Linked DNA regions of Gossypium hirsutum: region 2 is linked to region 1. Evidence: chromatin contacts called from public Hi-C data. All regions are on one chromosome and are shown on one strand. Each heading gives the region's core, a stretch centred on a gene start, on an enhancer-like site or on the middle of the called end of the contact. The rest is flanking DNA. Distances are from core to core; before and after follow the strand shown.

The links. A called contact is a pair of places that touch in the nucleus more often than the background predicts.
Region 2: a contact with region 1 is called in a Hi-C map of leaf, with 2.9 times the contacts expected there. The contact joins the promoter of LOC107895182 here to the enhancer-like site in region 1. A contact is called at or near these places in 11 of 34 Hi-C or Micro-C datasets (anther, callus, hypocotyl and 2 more).

Annotation. Positions count from the first base shown.
Region 1 is chrA13:92,681,454-92,688,066 of Gossypium_hirsutum_v2.1, forward strand. No RefSeq gene overlaps it. Among protein-coding and RNA genes, the nearest start is that of LOC121212902, 33 kb to the right of the region's middle. Within about 2 kb of position 3,753, at least 2 of the 9 cell types and tissues checked have an H3K27ac peak or open chromatin away from gene starts, as enhancers often do. A contact at or near this core is called in hypocotyl and leaf, where this site is marked.
Region 2 is chrA13:92,780,559-92,787,171 of Gossypium_hirsutum_v2.1, forward strand. It overlaps LOC107895182 (cytochrome P450 71D10), which reads left to right and starts at 3,510. Exons shown (of 2, transcript XM_016820441.2): 1 at 3,510-4,507; 2 at 4,590-5,342. The coding sequence starts at 3,614. The coding sequence ends at 5,234.

The sequences.
Region 1 (6,613 bases), core at 2,503-5,002:
TCTATAAATATTCAATAATATAATTTATAGGCTCGTTCTATGGAAATGAGGTCTTGAAACCTCTTTTTCGAAAACCACTGATTTTCGATATGAATCACGTGTATCTTAACTAATTGACCAATTAATAAAATCTATAAAATCGAAATTCACAATAATATCATATTTAACTCATAAATATTAAATAATAATATTTACGGGTTCACTCGTCAAAATTGTGGTCTCGAAACTATTGTTTTTCGACACCATTAAAAAACGGGTTGTTACGAATTGAATATCTCAATATATAAAATAAGTAGACCACATAAGAATCGTTGAAAAATATTCTTGTTTTATGCAATCTCTTCTCCAATAAGAAACACGAGATTGGTTGTATAATATCCTCAAAAAGATGCAAGTAAATCATCAAAATATTTTGGTCAAACATGACAAGAAATAAGATAAGTTATGTGTCTAATGCAGTGATAGAGGAAGTGAGCATTTCTCTAGGCTCATAGACTATCACTTCAAATACTCGAGTCAATATATTTTATTTTTAAAAAATATTAATTTTTAAAATAAATAATTGATGTTTTAAAAAAAAAACTATATTTAGCATTATATATTAAAAAATATATTTTCATCATATAATTACATATTTAATATTCAGTCTATAAATAAAAAAATTGTATTAATTAAAAAAGTAAAAGTATAAGAAAAAAAATCTTGAAAACAACATGAATTAAAAATAAAAACACAAAATGCTTGAGAGAGGATTTTAATACGATCACACTAATGAAATACCACACATTTAACAAACTAGCCAAGTACTTTTCAAGTAAAAAATGCATTTTGTAAAAAAGTATTTTTTTAAAAAATGTGTCTTATAAAAAGTATTTTATCTCTTCAACGATCAAATAATTTTAAAACCTACTTAAAATTCAAAATTTCTTCTAAAATCGACCTTTATAGCCAATTTTGCGGGCTTGGAAAGACAAAAAAAGAGGAAAGAAATCGACTTATGAGATTTAAGCCTTGTTCTTCATTGTGTTGACCTTTTGTTTCAATAAACAATGAAAAATAAGGTGAATTTGGAATGAAAAGTAATTTTTAAACTAACTTTTAGATCCAACCATAAAAGCTGAAAAAATAACCCTTTTTATTTTTAAATGTAAAAATATTAAAATACCCTTTTTCAATTGAATGAATCCATAAAAATCAATTTTTTTTTAAGTTTTAACTAAGCATTTTTCCTAAAGAAAAAAGAATAACATTTAACAATGAGCATGTAAATTAATAAAAAATCTTAATTTTCTCTAATATGATTTATATGTTTAAATTAAACTATAAAAATAATTTTATATTAATTGTCTAAAAGGTTTTTATATTTGATATATTAGTATATTAAATTATTTAAATATCATTTAATTTATTTTTCTTCTCAACATCATATTTAAAATTAAATATTTTAACTTCCGCAACCTTTTTTTGATAACAAAAAAAAATTTCTTAAATTAATAAATTATATTTTTTTCAAATAATTTTTTAAAAGAATTTCTCAAAAATAATTTTTACTGTAATGAAAAATTAAGCCCAAATGTGTATTAAACACCATCTCACTATTCAACCAATTTATTCATTTTCTTCCAACTTTGCTGACCAAAAATGTTTGCAAGTTTTCAAATTGCATTGAAGAGATGCACCGCTGCACTAGCATTAGCTAAAGGACCAGTTACATTATATTTTTGATTCATTAGTTTCTCGATCAGAAGTCAAATCGATAAATGGTGCCAATCAAGCCACATCTGCGATTATTTAAATTTAATTTTCATTAAAGAGATGATAGAAAATTCACATGGCAGTTACAAAAATCCAACATAATAAGAATATTTAAATATTGTTTCAATTAAATTTTATAACTATAAAATTAGCCTTCAGTATTTTTCATCTTAAATTCAAAATATTATAAAGAAATTTTAAAATAAAAAATAAAAAATGGGTATTGTTAATCCATGAATAAACAAATATTAAAAAAGAAAAAAAGAAAATAGGAAGGGGCAGGATGAAGATATATACTGGGAGTTGGAAGAGAAATTATTAGAGGATGGGGGCGGTGGCCAGAGCTCATGAAAGCTTCCATAACATATCCATTATTGTCAATCCAAAGATTCATTGTGGGTGCTTACTGTTATTGTTGATAATAATTTATTGTAAATCAATTTTTTAGCATTTACTGAAAATAAAAAATGAAATTAGAAATTACTGTATCATGGTAAGTTTATTGTTTTAGAAATGAATTCGTTTTGATTGATCATATAATCAAATCTCAAAAAAAATTTAAAAGGGTCATAGTTAGTCCTGATTAAAACCTAAACTCTTGACAGATTTAAAGAAAATACATAAAATAGAGGAAAAAAAATATTTCTAGAGAGGATTATATTTCTGTTCAGTGTGAAAAATAAAAAAAATCAACCATCTATTTATACTAGTAACAAAAAGGTAGAACGGTAAATAAGCAGGGACAAAGAAGTTAAAAATGCACTGAAACTGCTCCATTATTTTCGTCCCAACAGCGAAAGAAAAATACAAAAAGCAAAAAGTACAATACATTTTAACACAAACACAAGTAATATGATACACAGTAATCTATATATATAACAAACCTATAGCCCAAGTATTCAATGAAAATATGAAGTTAAGCTATATAAAAACTTTCTTTCATAGCTTGTACTTCATTAATGTGGGATATACCCATTAACAACAACCTTTTATATTACTTGTAGTTATTTCATAAGATTTCGTCAATTTTTTTTTTTTTGCGTTAGGAATTTACTTTTGTGGTTCTAAAGATGATGCCGATGAAAAGAAAGTAAAAAAGGCGGAGAGAATTTGAATCTAATCACGAAGGAAATATTCCTCTTAATTAACGAGCTAAGTCGAATGCTTGCCTTTTATAAGAAAGTACTTTTAGAAAGTGCATTCTACAATTTCATTAGAAAAAACAATTTATTTCCTTAAATAATATTAAAACCAGGCAAAAACTTGAAAAGAAATTTCTAAAGTTGAGTTTTATAACCAATTTCGTTGGAGCTTGAAAAGAGAAAAAGAAATCAACTGATGAGATTGTGTGTGGATGGAAGGCTAAATAGCATCTCAAAATGTCATAATATTTCTCTATGATCGTGACTAAACATCACATATATAATAAGGGGAATTACATGTTATTATTTACTATCATGATAGGTTAGCCTAGATTAAAAATGATCTAATTTAGTTAAAGTTCTATTGTGCTTTAATTATTAAATAAAGTATGTGTCAAATATGTGTAGATACTCTAGTAATTGAGTTCTAATCAAATTCTAATTAATAATGGGCTAATTAGGAATTAGAACTAATATGCCAAGGCTATAAATATTAGGGTTATGGTCCCCAAATTACACAACAAGATATCTTTTCTAATATCTCTTTTTTAGGAAAGAGATAACAAATATCCTCTGAATTTCTTGTGTGTTAATTTGGAAGATCAAATTCCCAAAATCAGATAAAACTTTAAGGAATTCATGGATTTAAGTACGCTTCAACATCTAATTTTATTTTATTCTTGATTTATTTCTAATAATTTAACATAATAAATTCTAATTTATTAAGTTTTATTTCAGATTTACTTTATAAATCTAACACAACCGACCAGAGCAAGTTGCAGGTGCATAATGGGGCCATGTTTGGTAGCCAAATCTCGTAAGGTACGATGGGGTAGACCAGGACGAGCAGGCTGGTGAAGACTTCCTATCAAAGGTAATTTTCGTGGCCCTGGAATCAACTTGACTTAAATTCCTAGCTTTAGATTTCCTTACACTTGTGATTGCTGCCATAAATTAAATTTAAAAAAAGAAAAAAAAAAAGAAAAAAGAAGGAAGCTGATGATGATCTGAAATAAGGGGTTTTTTATTAAAATAATTATGAATATAGGATAAATTGTAGATTAACTATGAAAATAGAGTATTTTTTTACTGTGCCGCCAATGTGTGTCACCAATTAGAAAAAATGTTTTAGTAAAAACAAATAAAATAATATTAAAAAAAGGGGTGTCGTTTACCCTTCATATTTTTAATTAATTTTTGTATTATTTAGATAAAAAATAGAATAAGGATATTTAGAACTCCATTTTGAGTAAGAATAAACTATTAAAATAATCTTTTTTATTTGTCTTAAGTTATATTTTAGTCACTTATGTTTGAAATGTTACGTTTTAGTTACTTATACTACCGTGTTGTAACATTTTAGTCACTAAGCAGTTAATTGCCGTTAATGGTCTAATGATAATTTGACGTGGCACATTAAATCATAATTTCAAACAAAAATTTGAAGTTAAATTATTGGTTCCCGTATTTTTCATTTTGAGTAATTTAATTTTTTTCTTTTATGTTCTTTTAACTTTCCTTTTTTTTTTCTTTATTTTTCATTCCCTTCTGCTTCTCTCTCTGTTTTTCTCTCTTTTCCATCTATTTTATGTTCTTTTAACTTTTCTTTTTTTTCTTTTTATATTTCCTTCTCCCTTCCCCATATTCCGATGGCCGTTCACAAGCTGCCTTAAACGATTTTTGTGCAACCAAGCCCTTAAATCCATCGTATGGTTAAATGCTACACATTAACAAGTAACCTTTAGTTGACTGTTTGGAATAATTTGCAGATGCCTCATATTTGAAATCCCATTTCTTTGAGTTAATTATGTGGAAAATAAAGATAGAGAAGGGAGGAAAAAAAAAGGAGAAGCAGAAGATAATGGAAAAAAAAGAGTTAAAAGAACATAAAAGAAAAAAATTTTCTCAAAATGGAAAAATATGGGGACCAATTATATAATTTAACCTAATTTTTTTGTTTGAAATGATGATTTAGCGTGCCAGGTTAACTCACCGTTATACTGTTAACGACAATTAACAGCTCAGTGGCTAAAATATTACAACGCATTAGTGACTAAAACGTAACATTTCAAACATAAGTGACTAAAATGTAATATGAAATAAATAAATATGACTATTTTGATAGTTTACTCTTTTAGTAATAACTTAAAGAAGAAATTTGATTTTTGAAAGAAAGAAACTGAAAAAATTGATTTTTTTTTGTTTTTGAAAATAATGAACTAATACTTGAGTTAATTTTGGCCAGCAGTATCAATATGATTTGGATCTTTTTGGTTAAAATTAAATTACAGGAGACATGTCTTTGCATAAGTCTAGGTTGAGACAACTGGATCTGTGTATTAGATTGATGTGACTCGTTTACAAAAGGATGAAATTTAATAATTTTGAATGCCATATATTTTTCACAAAATTACGGGAAGTTATTGAAATAAAATAAAAAAATAATGGGCTAATTAGAAAATTGTTGATTTTAAAAGTTAATTAGGGAATTAGGCTGAATTTTTTCAAATTTAGGAAAATATGTCAATTTTGGAGAGAGAAACAAAAATCCCTCCTGTAGTTGAGGTGGTAGCCATGGGGTTGAAAGCGCCCCCACCTAAACTAAAATATTTTCCAACAAGAAGTGTTTTCGTCCTTCCAAAATTTTTTTTGGCGTTGGTTGTTAAAAATTTGAGGAGAAAGATTTATTTGTCTTTGTGTTTTAGGGAGAAATTGTGATAGTTTAAAGTATATTTGAGTTCACGGTGATACGAAGGCATTCGAAGACCCACACATTTTATTTTCGGTGTGGAGAGTGCACCATCACCTTAGAAGATGTCGCATTGCAATTCGGACCCCCAGTTCACGATGGTTATATGGTCACAGGTTAAAGTATAACTAGGGCTCCCAATTGACGATTATGTGGTCACAGGTTTAAGTTTCAAACCACCAAAAGAGGATGCTTTATAAACCCTATACATAAGTTTGCTATCATAATAATAGGGAAAAAAATGGGTTCACCGATATAATCAACCTATTCTTTTTCTTTACCAAAGTAGTATCCTTAATCTCATTGTTCAAAAAATGTGTCAAATGTAGGGGGCAAGAAGACTTTCAAGGGGGATTGAGAATGATGGTGGAGAAAGTTGAAGCCTAAGTCAGGGCGGCAACAATTGTAGTTATTAATGAGTTTTCTAATCACATCAACTAATGACGCCTCGAGTCATGTTTTAGCTTTTCTCCACCATCACTGTCACTCCTCCCTGAAAGTCTTCTTACCCCCACCTCTAACACAAGTTTTGGACAATGAGATTAATGATACTATTTGACGGAGAAATAAGTTGGTTATACAGGTAAACCCATTTTCTCCTATGATCATGATCACAAACTTATGTATAGGGTTTATAAAGCATTCTCTTCTGGTGGCATGAAACTTGAACCCGTGACCGCATAACTACATCAACTGGGAGCTCGAGTTATACTTGAACCCATGACTGCATAACCACCGTCATCTGGGAGTCTTAGTTATACTTCAACTTGTGACTGTATAACAATCAAGAAGTAGGAGCATGAGTTGCAATACGACATAGTCTAAGGTGATATTATACTCCTCACACGGGAAATGATTTGTGTGGGTCTCTAGGTACCATTGCATCTTTGTGAAGTCAAACATACTTAAAACTATCATAATTTTTCCCTAAAACTCCAACACAAACAAACTTTCCCTCCTAAAATTT
Region 2 (6,613 bases), core at 2,260-4,759, 99 kb after region 1:
GAACTTATCAAAGGTTTCACTCTTTCAAGGCATTAGGTACACATACCTATATCTGGAATAATCATCAATAAAGGTTACAAAAATTCATAATCACTTTTTTCACTGATGCTCATGGGGCCACATACGTAAGTGTGCACAAGTTCTAAGGGTTTTATAACTCTCGTTCCATTTGCGTTAAAAGATAACTTAGTCATCTTACATTCCAAGAAAGATACACATTGTGGAAGATCAACTTTTTTTAAGCAAACTTAAAGTTCCATGTTTCACAAGTCTAGTGATTCTTTCTTGGTTAATATTATCAACTCTCAAATGCCAAATTTACGTTTCATTAGAGTGAAAAGTTTTAAGTCTTTTATTCAAAATTTCAGTCTCAAGCGCTATGTACATCTTTGGTTTGATAAAATAGAGATTATTTGACATCCATTTATTACAGATAAATTTACAATTTCTAAGTATTGCAATATTATTATTAAAAGTCACTATCAAGTCATCTTTATATAAACATGCAATAGAAATAAAATGTCTTTTGAAACTTGGTACATAGAAAATGACTTTTAACATAATCTTCCAAAAATTATCAAAATAAATATGTACATCTCCCACTGCTTCAGTTTCCATAGTTTTCCTGTTTTCAGTCTACAATGATAGACTCTTATCTTTAAGATCTTTAGTCTCTTCGAACCCCTGTAGAGGAACACATTTGTGATTAGTGGCTCCCAAATTAATGACCCAGTGGCCTATTGAATTTTCCACTAAACAAGATTATATCATAAAGAGTTTCATACCTTTCCCTTTGGTGGCTAGATATTCCTTCCACTCTTTATTGTTCGTATTGAAATGCCCTTTCTTACATTGCAATACTAATATTAAAAGTCACGGTCAAATCTCTTTATATAAACATGTAATAAAAACCAAGTTTCTTTTGAAACTTGGTACATAGAAAAGATATTTCAAAATAATCTTCCTAAAATTATCAAAATAAATATGTACATGTAACACCCTTAACCCGAATTCATCGCCAGACTAGGGTTACGGAGTATTACTAAACAATCAGAAACATTTAAACTAAATATCATTCAACAATATAAACACATCATAAACCAATCAAATACATACATCCCGTCCCTAAATCGAGCCCTCGAGGTCCTAAAAATATCTTAGAAATAAATCGGGACCAATTTAAAACAACTTGGAAAGTCTAGGAAAAAAAGTCACAAAAATTTGAAAAAATGGGTCACACGCCTGTTTGGCCAGGCCGTATACTGCACATGGATGAGACACACGTCTCTATCTCAAGCCATGAAACCTTCGAAATAGGGACACTCGCCATGTCTCAGCCTATGTCCTCACCCGTGTAACTATTTGAGTAAGGTTACACGGTCGTGTCATAAGCCTATATCACACCCCCATGTGCCAAGCCGTGTAACTCTCTGAGTTACCCTACATGCCTGTGTTCCGGGCCGTGTGTTATGCCGTCTAACTCACTGACTTACACCATAAGAAAATCATCAGATGACACACGGCTGTGTCGCCAGGCCGTGTGGACCCAAATTTACCTAACATCAAACCATTTCTAAGACCATTTAATGCATAAACATTTAGACCAATTGTGCACACTTTCTAAGCACCAAAACTTTATCTAAACATACAAATATTTTCCATTTAAAGAATCCTAATTTAACTAACTAATATGCAATTCAAAAGCACCATAATTAACATCCAAACATAACATGTCAAGACTAGCTAAAAACACTTTTGTTCATGCATATAATCTAATTCAAAACACTTACCAAGACCTATATCAAATAACCATTTTCATAACATTATAAAACACCAACATGGAACCTTATATACAAGCATTTGGAAGTGCCCAAAATGACAATACTTGGTGAAGCATTAAAGTACACCAAACTAACAATAACTTTCAAAGCATAAACATACCAAAATACCAATACAAAACATCATATGCCCTTTAACCTTATATTCATCTATATATATACATGCCACTAACCTAAGAGTCACAAAAACTACCAACTTGAATGGATAGTGTGAGTCAGTTGAATGATCCTTTCAAAATGTCAGCGATGGTTATCTACACAACAGTCTACAAAAATCGATAAGCTTACAAAGCTTAGTAAGGACATAATATAACACTTAATCTAAATACCATTAAGTACAATTCATATAATATTTGGTTAAAAGTTACCGGAGTATAAAAAAGGGCATGAAAGTGCAATCAGGGGTACCAAAGTACAAACAGGGGCATGTAAGTGCAATCATGGGTACCGAAGTGCAAACAGGGGCACCTAAATGCAATCAGGGGTACAAAAGTACAAACAGGGGCATGAGAGTGCTATCAGGGGCATTAAAGTACAAACAGGGGCACGAAAGTGTAATCAGGGGTACCAAAGTACAAACAGGGGCACGAAATTATAGAATAATTAGTAGTGTGCCTTTTCTGGTAAATAATTTTTTTTTTGTAAAAAAAAACCTAATAAATGACAGAAATTACTTGTATTTTTATTTTATATTTAAAATTCAGATAAACCATTATACTTATAATTATAATTAATAAATTACTAAATAAATCATTATGATAATTATAATTTGAAAGTATAACTTCTCTTGTTTTATATTTTCTCCATAACCAAAACTTTTGTTTTACTGTTAAGGGAAAAATAAAAAATTTTAAATTAGAATTACATTTTATTTAGGAAAAAATTAAACTAATCATTATTAAAGAAGAAACAGGATTATATATGAAAATGTTAGATTATAAGTTAGATGTTTGAGTTATATAAGTTAGTTGTTTGAGTTACAAAATACTTCTTTAATTATTATCCTAATTTTTTTTCTACCAAACTGCTTCTTTATTTATTACCCTATAATTTTCATACTTAATTAATCATTAATAATTTACCCTATAAACCTTTTGTTTCTATTTTATAAAATAGTATTTTTCATATTAAATTTTAACTTTTTTAAAAAACCTCATAATACAATATATATTTTTTTAAATTAATAACTTTCTTTTATAAATTTTATTAGTGTTTTCGTTTTATATAAAATAATATTTTAATTGATATATATAATTAAATTCGTGTAATACGCTCACTAGTCAAAATAATGAAAGAATAAATTTATTTAAAATTTAAGATTACATCCATTATCTAAATACGTGTAGGAATGAGATTATATTTTATATTATGATTTGTTAATAATAATTGAAAATATAAATTTATTAAATCATCAGTATGTAGCATTATAAATTATAACATAACATTTAACCAACCAAACACATTTGTATCTTAACTAATAATGCAAATCGCATTGCTAATACAAATCACTATATTTTTTAAATTGGATTTGTAATAGAATTAATTAGGTTATCAATTTATTGATTTAATTAGTCTAATTAAAAATTTATTAAAAATAAAAAATTTAAAAAAATCTAATTCAACTGTTTTGGAGTAGTAATTACAATTTGGATGGTTCTAGAAGTTGAGTCAGATATAAATATCGTAACATTGTGTGGTGATGCTTCTCATCAGTGTTTTCTTTTGTTTTACTTCTTTTTCTTGTTTGTTTTATCAAGCTCCTCTTATTTGTGCTAATGGAGTTCGGAATACCCTTATTCCATATATTCATCAGCTTTCTTCTTGTTTTGTTAATTGCAATTCGAAGCGTGAGGAAATCTAAAGCTAGGAGTTTAACTCAAAGGTTGATTCCAGGGCCACGGAAATTACCTTTGATCGGAAATCTGCACCAGCTCGCTGATTCTACTCTACCCCATCGCACCCTGCGTGACTTGGCTACGAAATATGGCGCCGTCATGCACCTGCAACTCAGTCAAGTTTCAACTGTGGTCATTTCTTCTGCAGAAATGGCTGAAGAGATTATGAAAACACATGATATTGTCTTTGCTTCTAGGCCTTTACTTCTTGCGGCCAAGATTATAACTTATGAATGCACTGATATTGTCTTTTCACCATATGGAAAGTATTGGAGAAATCTGCGAAAAATTTGTACATCGGAGCTTCTGAGTGCGTCTCGGGTCGCCTCCTTCCGATCGATAAGAGAAGAGGAAGTGTTGAATCTCGTCAAAACCATAAAATCAAATGATGGGTTGGCTGTGAATCTGAGCCAGAAAGTTTTTTCAATGACTTATGGCATAACAGCGAGGGCAGCCTTTGGTAAGAAATGCAAATATCAAGATTCTTTCATATCAGTTGCTGCGGAGCAAACGAAGCTGGTTTCTGGTTTCTTTGTTTCCGAATTTTTTCCTTCACTTCAATTCCTGGATGTTGCTTCGGGTGTGAAGTATAGAGTTGAAAAGACTCATGCAGAAGCTGATAGGATTCTTCAGAGCATTGTTAATGATCACAAAGAAAGTAGAGCAAGAGGCAGAAGTAAAGATGACAGGGAAGATCTGGTTGATCTTCTTTTAAGGCTTCAGGAAGATGACGAATTCCCTTTAACTGATAATAGCGTCAAAGCCATCATATTAGTGAGTCCATTATCTTTTACTGGAATTTGGTAATTGTTGTCAAAATTTTATGGCCATAATGTTATTTATAATTTTGTTTTAGGATATTTTCACTGCCGGAAGTGAGACATCTGCATCAACTGTAGAATGGGCATTGTCGGAAATGATTAAAAATCCAAGAGTTATGACAAAAGCACAAGCAGAGGTAAGGCAGGTATTCCAAGGAAAAGGAAATGTGGATGAAACAGGCATTCATCAACTTCAATATCTAAAGTGTGTTATAAAAGAAACCTTAAGACTGCACCCTATTTTACCTTTATTGCTTCCAAGAGAATGTGGCAAGAATTGTGAGATTAATGGATTTGAGATACCTTCCAAGACCAGAGTGATTATCAATGCCTGGGCAATTGGGAGAGATCCAAATCATTGGGCTCAGCCTGAAAAATTTGAGCCTGAAAGGTTTATCAACAGTTCAGTAGATTTCTTGGGAACAAATTTTGAGTTCATTCCATTTGGCGCTGGAAGAAGGATATGTCCAGGCATGCTATTTGCAGTGCCAAATCTAGAGCTACCACTTGCCCAACTGTTGTTCCATTTTGATTGGAAGTTGCCGAAGCAAGAAGATATAGATATGACCGAGGAGTTTGCCTTGTCCGTGAGGAGGAAAACTGATCTAGTCTTAGTTCCTACTCCTTACCATGCTTCTATTATCGTTTCCTACAAGCACAAGGAGGATATATTTGTCTAGGCATATCATAGATTAAATTCTGCTCTTAGTCCTTCTACTTTGTGAAAGTTATGTATTTAGTTATTGTATTTTAACTTGATTAAATATTAGTTTTTATAATTTTTCGAATTGGTCACTTTTAGTCGAAACCTAAACAGTAGTAGTTAAATCAGTTTGGTTAAATTTAATTATTCCTATACTATATTTACATATGTAGATTTGATCCATATTCTTCAATTAGATCATTTTAATTCCCTGTACTTTTCTAATTTTGATATTTCAATCTTGACACAAGTAATAATAGTTAATCATTAATTGGATTTTTAGTAAGTAATATGCAGAAAAAATAAGTTAATATGGTATTACACATAAGATAATATACACATAAGATAATATATCTGGCACATAAATTTTGGAAATAATAAAACTTATATACTGAAATAAAAATTGTTCCCAGCACTCATCGACACGTAGTCGAAATAACATCTACTTGATCTATCTTATGGCATGCTAATTATATTTAACTTTTCCTGAACAATTAATAGGGCAACAACAATTAAATTCCAAATATATTTCAGTTTCATAATTCATCATATTCAATTCATCAATCAAATAATCATTTCACATGCATAATAACATGAATCAATCCAATTCAAAGTTAATTTCACATTTTCATAAATTTACACTATTTTCGAGTATTTTTATAAAATACATACCGGTGCTGCCTGATACAGTGGCAGTACAAAAAATTATTTTCTTTTTAAATGTAAGGATAGTTGAATGATTGGGGGAAATTTGGGGAGTGCTGCCTGACATTTCGACAACACCTGTTGTGCAATGTTGAATTTTTATAAAATACATACCGGTGCTGCCTGATACAGTGGCGGTACAAAAAATTATTTTCTTTTTAAATGTAATGATAGCTGAATGATTGGGGGGAATTTGGGGAGTGCTGCGTGACATTTCAACAACACCTGCTGTGCAATGTTGACTTTTTCTATTTACACTATTTTCGAGTATTTTTATAAAATACATACTGGTGCTGCCTGATGCAGTGGCGGTACAAAAAATTATTTTCTTTTTAAATATAATGATAGCTGAATGATTGGGGGGAATTTGGGGAGTGCTGCCTGACATTTCGACAACACCTACTTTGCAATGTTGAATTTTTCTATATTTGTATATAATTTGTAGTGTGCCTATTTTAGTAAATAATTTTTTTACATTATTAGTGTAAAAAATCTCAATAAATGACAAAGAAATTACTTATATTTTTATTTTATTTTTAAAATTCCATGTCATATACTTAACAGCCACATCACTGTTTAGTGATTTACTGATTTTGGACTAAAATAAATAAAATAATAAGTTAAATGATTATTTTATAAATTTTAAAAATT